Linked DNA regions of Ovis aries: region 1 is linked to region 2. The links are chromatin contacts, called in public Hi-C maps. All regions are on one chromosome and are shown on one strand. Each heading gives the region's core, a stretch centred on a gene start, on an enhancer-like site or on the middle of the called end of the contact. The rest is flanking DNA. Distances are from core to core; before and after follow the strand shown.

The links. A called contact is a pair of places that touch in the nucleus more often than the background predicts.
Region 1: a contact with region 2 is called in a Hi-C map of hypothalamus, with 2.5 times the contacts expected there. The contact joins the enhancer-like site here to the promoter of RASL11B in region 2. A contact is called at or near these places in 2 of 16 Hi-C or Micro-C datasets (hypothalamus and skin fibroblasts).

The regions. Positions count from the first base shown.
Region 1 is chr6:69,306,453-69,309,673 of ARS-UI_Ramb_v3.0, reverse strand. The region is part of intron 5 of SCFD2 (sec1 family domain containing 2); the gene reads left to right. Among named protein-coding and RNA genes, the nearest start is that of RASL11B, 100 kb to the right of the region's middle. Within about 2 kb of position 1,718, at least 8 of the 54 cell types and tissues checked have an H3K27ac peak or open chromatin away from gene starts, as enhancers often do. A contact at or near this core is called in hypothalamus, where this site is marked.
Region 2 is chr6:69,202,897-69,205,984 of ARS-UI_Ramb_v3.0, reverse strand. RASL11B (RAS like family 11 member B) reads right to left here and starts at 1,677. Exons shown (of 4, transcript XM_004009826.5): 1 at 1,326-1,677; 2 at 630-686. The coding sequence starts at 1,467.

The DNA.
Region 1 (3,221 bases), core at 469-2,968, 100 kb before region 2:
GACCATGTCTAATGCAGCTTCTCGTTTTTTTTTCTCATTGTGCCTAGGACTGTGCTTTGCACAACTGATACATAATAAATTTTTGTTGTGGTAGTGACATTGGCTAATATTAGCATTCATGTGTATCTGTCAGAAAGAGGGAAGAAGTGCATGGAAAAAGCAGATGTGCGTCTCTGTGGAAACATAGCAGCGGGCAGCCCCTGAGCCTGGTGGCTGCATGATTGATGTGGGCATTTGGCCATCTTGGTCAGCCAGGGGTGAGGCCTTGGTTGAGGGGGTCTCGCATCCTTGTGCTGGGCAGTAAAGTGATGACATTACAAGGTGTGCCGAGTGCAGGCTTTCTTGTCACTCTGACCTCGATGCCAGCAGGAAAGGACAAAAATAAAGAGACCAAAAGGCAAGCTAGAGGGAAAAATGAAAACAAGAGGTAAGAGGGCATTTTTAGGGGAAATAAGGAAATAAATTAGGAGGAAAAGTCAAGACCATGGCTGATGATAACATGTTTTTAGTGGAAAAAGGCCTATTTGCTGTCACACTCTTCTCTCACAGCCCAGTGTTACCTGTGTCTTCTATGTGTATGATTGGAATGTGTGTGTGTGTGTGTGTGTGTGTGTGTGTGTGTGTGTGTGTGTGTGTTGATTTAGTAATACCTTCTCTCCTCCCACCCCCTTTCTCTGAGAAATGAGAGAGATCATTGTCGATGTTCCCTGGTCCAGTGACTCTTCTCAGTAACTACTTCCATATGTGTGTGGACTTCCACTTGTAAAATACCTTTAAGAAAATTCTTTTGGCTAAGGTCATGTCATCTTGTTTTTGCATTCCTTCTAAATGGGAGGGATTTGTTTCGTATGGTTTAAACATCTTAGAGAATAAAGAATTTGCTTGTGTCTTGTATGAAACAAGATTGCATGTTGTCTATAGCTGATCTAAAGAAAATGTGTGGGATATTTAAGGGTTAATTCTGGGTGGGATGGAAGAGGAACGCTTGCATTCTTGAAGAGTCTCTAACAAAAGGAAAGCACAGGCCATCATAGTAGAGCTGGGTGAAATTTGGGGATTATACACCTGGGGGTTCTCAGACCTTAATATGCTTAAGAATCACCTGGGGTTCTTGTTAGATTCCTGGGCCTCACCCCCAGGGATTCCTATCTGGGGTGGAGCCAGGAGTCTGCAGGTCAATAAGCACCCCTGGTGACTCGGGACAGTAGTCCACATACCACATTCTGGGAAATACTGACCCCCAGCCAACCTCTGGCTTTTAGGCAGGAAGAAACTTTAGCCAATAGTTGTGGGCATCACACAGCCATAAAGGCTTTACCTCTGTAGGCCTCAGTTCTGTATTCAGTAAAGCAGGAGTGACAGCGTTGTCTATTTCCAAGGGTTTTGGGGAGGATTACGTTCACATAGAGCACTTGCATCATGCCTAATATTAATATGTAATAGGTTCTGGTTAATGTATTATTATCAGCTTATTGTTACCATTTTAAATATATTATTTCCCTGTTTGAACTCTAGTTATCTGTAGAGCTTGCTAAAAGGTACCAGGGTCATTCAGGATGGACTGACAAAGTGTCCCTGGGGAGGAAGAGAGGTACTGCGGAGCTGGGCAGAGCCCCTCTTCCTCAGCTCCAGCCACAAGCTTTCATTCTGCAGTTACGACATGGGTGACTGACATGAGACTCCGCTGTCCCCCAGGTTAAGGCTGCCCATGTGGGAGCTTTACCTTTGGCCTGTGGTGGCTGTGAATGAGGCAGTCTGTCACAGACATGAAGATGTTGGCTCAGACAGTAAGCAGACAAAAGTCAATTGTTAGCTGCTGCTGCTGCTGCTGCTAAGTCGCTTCAGTTGTGTCCGACTCTGTGCGACCCCAGAGACAGCAGCCCACCAGGCTCCCCCGTCCCTGGGATTCTCCAGGCAAGAACACTGGAGTGGGTTGCCATTTCCTTCTCCAATGCATGAAAGTAAAAAGTGGAAGTGAAGTCGCTCAGTCGTGTCCAACTCCCAGCAACCCCATGGACTGCAGCCTACCAGGCTCCTCCGTCCATGGGATTTTCCAGGCAAAAGTACTGGAGTGGGGTGCCATTGCCTTCTCCGTCAATTGTTGGCAGTGCGTGTGAAACACTAAGAAAGGTCGGTAACGAGAACCTCTCCAGCACGTGAACAAAGTCACCGCGTCATAGAAGGTTAGTGCCGAAAGGCACAGCAACACAGTCGTTGTCCAGTGGGCCCCTCCCTCAGTCAATAAGCGAGAGAAGTACTTGGTCCAAGACAGCTGGGGTAAGAACCCAGTGAATTCCCTTCCTGAACAGAAATAAACAAACGCGTGGTACTTTCCTTACAGTATCAACAAGGGCCTCAGAGCCCAGCCAGCTTTTAATACGTGAACACAAGTTCGTAACCTTGTCATGCAGACCGGGATCAAATGTTTATGCAGGGGTGTATTTTTTCACTGCACTCAGAGTGTCGTTGTTTTTCCTTCCCACCTTGGGGAGCAGAATAGCCCCTTTCAGTCTAAAGGAACATTTTAGATGCAGTAGGAGAAAATGAACCTTTTCTCCTTTGTGTCTGACTTTATTTCTCATGTACAAAGAGCTTGTGTTCCGAGGAGAGCCTGGAGATGGCAACCGGAGTCCTAACAATCCCATTTACTGTTTGACTGCACAAGGGGGCCGTCTGTCGGGTTTAACGGCCCTCTCTCTTAAAAACAGCAATGACCAGCCAGTTAATAAAAAACAGCCCCGGCTGAGTACTGCTCGGTCTGGTTAACTTAGATTTGTATTAACACGTGAAAATATAAGCATCACCTTGGTCTGACGTGAGCACATGACCCCACTGGGTCTGGGGTTTCATCTAAACCAGCACTAAGAGCCGCACGTGCAAGCTCGTCTCTGTGGATAAAATCAAACGATGAGCAGGTCAGAGGAGTCAGGCACGAGGAAAATGCTTCTGCTGAGATCTCCACGAGCCGCCACCTCCCTTTCTTTCTTGCGGTGGGACCTGGTGCGCGCTGGCCATTGTGAGGCTGCAGAAGAGATGGGAACAAAAGCTCCTAAATGTGCTTGATGAGCGATGGCCATTGGAGCTGCTCGGTGTCTGGACCCCCGCCTTTGTGAGGGGTCAGCCGGGATTTGTGAGAGTCCATAAACTGCCACGTCAGGAGGATCGCTGCTATTCTCAGCAGCAGAGAGCTGGCAGCTGCTGCCAACACTTTTTTTTTTTTA
Region 2 (3,088 bases), core at 428-2,927:
TAATCCCCTGTAGGTACTTCATATGGTCTAAGGAATTAAGCAATTTGCTAACAGTGCATAGGTAGAAAGCCCTTAAGCCTCCCCAGTGGATATCCTTAATCACAGGAATTGAAAGGGTGTCCAATCATTTATTCAGGAACTCTCCTCCTAAAATTTTACCATGTAGTTATTTTTCTTTGTTATAAAAAGAGAACTTTAGGTTTACAACTGCGCTCCTTTGGCCTCTGCTTTAAAAGGTCACCTCTGAAAGGCAGCCAACAGAGAAGGCGAGGGGTGGGGGTAGGCGCTGGCCATCTTTTTTTTTTTTTTTTTTTTTTTATGACTTTCGCAGGAGTGTTTTGAAGGGAGAGGCTCTTGAGTACAAAGGGTGCTTCCAACTGGGGTCCCTATAGTTAAAACATACCAAGGAGAATACTTTCAGGCCCTTGATAAAATGATGAATGGGCTTGGAATGGAATGAGGCCAGATGGCAGTTATGGGAAGGGGGGGCACACAGGAGGGGGCTAGGAAAGTTGGAAGGGGTAGGATCCCAGTGCTCTAGCTGTCACTCTGCCTGGTAGACACTTATAAAATGGGAACAGCAGTACTAGCGCAGGCTGACAGCACTTTCTTCAAATACATTTCCTCACCTGCATTTCTTTCATAGTCGCCGATGAATCGTTTGGTGAGGAACCGGACCACGAGAGCTGCAGGTCAGAAAAGAGAAAGGAAAGGGGGTTAGCCTTGGCACAAGAAGTTAGATTGGTCTCCCCCCTTTAACCCCTACTCTAAAAAACAACTCTCAGGAAAAGCCAACCACCAAATGAAATTCCTACCCTGCAGCTCCCTGACCCTACTTCCAGACACAACGGCGAGGGGGCTAGGAGGCATTGTGAATTATGGCTCTGTCCAGCTGGAAGGGTCATTTGGCCCACCCCCATTCTCCGAGCCCGGCCGAGCCACACCTAAGCCTGCCCGCAGACAAATGTCTTTCCTAACCTTAAAGAGCTCTAGGAAGGGTTACGTTCACTGACTCCCATTTCTGTGCCAGATACTGCCAGGGGCTCAAGAACCCAAAACTTCGAATCCCAGTTGTGTCGGTTGTGCAGAGGGCCGTCAAGCCATTTAGGATCAGTTTGTTCCCCTCATCTGATGAAGGAAGGGGGAGTGGAAACGAAGCTATCTAAGGTCCTTCCCCAGGGACCGCGGATCAATAGGAGAGGGTAGGCGGTCCGGTTGCAGCTCCAACCTCTACTCCAAGCCGGGTTTAGTCGAAACTGCCAGCGGGGGCCGCCGAACTCCAGACAGAGAGTTAAGCGGGTTCTCGCCGGAGCGCGAAGACTCACCAGTCTTGCCCACGCCACTGGCGCCCACTACGGCGATCTTGACCAGGCGGCGGCCTGCGGCCCCCAGGCAGAAATCTGCTGCGGCTGCGCTGCCCGGGGCGGGGTACTCGGCTATGGTGCACATGTTCTGAATGAGGCGCATCGCCGCTTCGGCCGGGGCTTCACCGCGGGGGACGGGACCTGCTGAGCAGGAAGAGGATCGCGCTGCGCGACAGCGGCGGGAGGACCAGGCAGAGGACTCCGCGGTTGAAAAGAAGAAAAGAAAAAGAAAGGGGAAAAGAAAAAAAAAAAAAAAGGCACCGAAGAGAACGCGGAGGCCAACTACAGCAGGCTCAGGCTCCCGGCTGGGACTGCAGCCGGGTTGCGCGCGCGCTGTTTTCTCCGCGACCGGCCCCACCCCTTGCTTCCCGCGGCCAATCCCGGGGCGTCCTGCGCGAGGCCCCGCCCACGGCGCCGCTCCTAGCGCGCCGCGCCCCTGGGGTCTCTCGGAGCCAGTGCGGGGCCCCGTGAGGCGTGGGGGAAATGGGACAGGCAGCCTGGGAGCGGGTAACGGGGGGGCTGGAGGCGACCGCGCAGCCAATGGCTGGCGCCGGGGACAACAGCGCCGGGCGCGGGCCTAGGTCCTGCTGCACCGGCACGGGGCAGATGCTGTGGCTGTGGGGTTGGGGAAGCGAGGCTGGGTCTGGGGTCGGCGGTGGGAGATGTCTGCACCCTGGCTACCTGCCAGCCCACAAGAGCGCCGCCCCAGTCCCTCATGAGCTTTCCTAGGCATCTTCACCCTCCCGGATGACCAGCCCGCCCGCCTACTCCCTGCAGCCTGCGGACCTCTGGGCCCAGCCCCGCCCACCTTCAGGGAACCTGCGCCCAGGGGGCCGGGCCCTCTAGGGTGTGAGCCCTCGGGGTCTCTCGTCTGGCTGTCCAGCTGCGTGCTTGTCTCCTAAATTTGAGAGACATTGACTCGGGTGCATCCGTGGTGGCATATCCCGGATCACAGATTTGACTACAATGGCAATCTATTAAAAGACTCGGTACCCACTCCCACTTTGACGTTGACTTTGGCGGGTTGTGGGGGTGGGGAGGGTGGTGGTGGTGGGAAATAAAGTCACCCTTCTTGTTCTACCTCTTGTTGGCCGAGTGACAAGCTCACGTGAACACACATATGGTCGGGTGCTTGTACAGCACACCCAGAGGCAAATCTAGAAGTAATTATAGAACAAGCTTTCTAGCGCCTCACACACCTCACACCTCCTCCAGGAGCTGTGAAAAGGAAAGAAACGGTTGCCCCAGCTGTCTCGGGGACCAGATTGGGAGGCAAAAAGCATCTGAACTTAGTCTGGTTATGAGGAATGGCAGTCAGTTAAGTGACTTGATGCCAGTTTGAGCTCATAAAATCCCAAGCTCCAACCCCTCACATCCTCACCAAGGAAAGGCATCTGAATTCCCCATGCAAGCAACGTTCTGTAGCTGGGACTGCTGCACAATGTCACCAGACACTCAGGCTGACCGCTTACCCATCCCCCCATCTCACCCCTCTCCTCACCACCTCCCTAACCTTGCCAGCCCCCAAATCTCCCAGAGGCTTTTATCCTAGAGGTATACGAGAGCAAGCACTGTGGCACTGTGTCCACACCCACATTAAAGGATAAAATGTAAAAGTAAAGTAAACCAATTCCCTTATCTACACATCAGGCATCTAGTTCAGCTCCCCCTTCCAACCTTGACTTCACTGACCAGGTATGTGACAGAATTTATGATGCTGACCT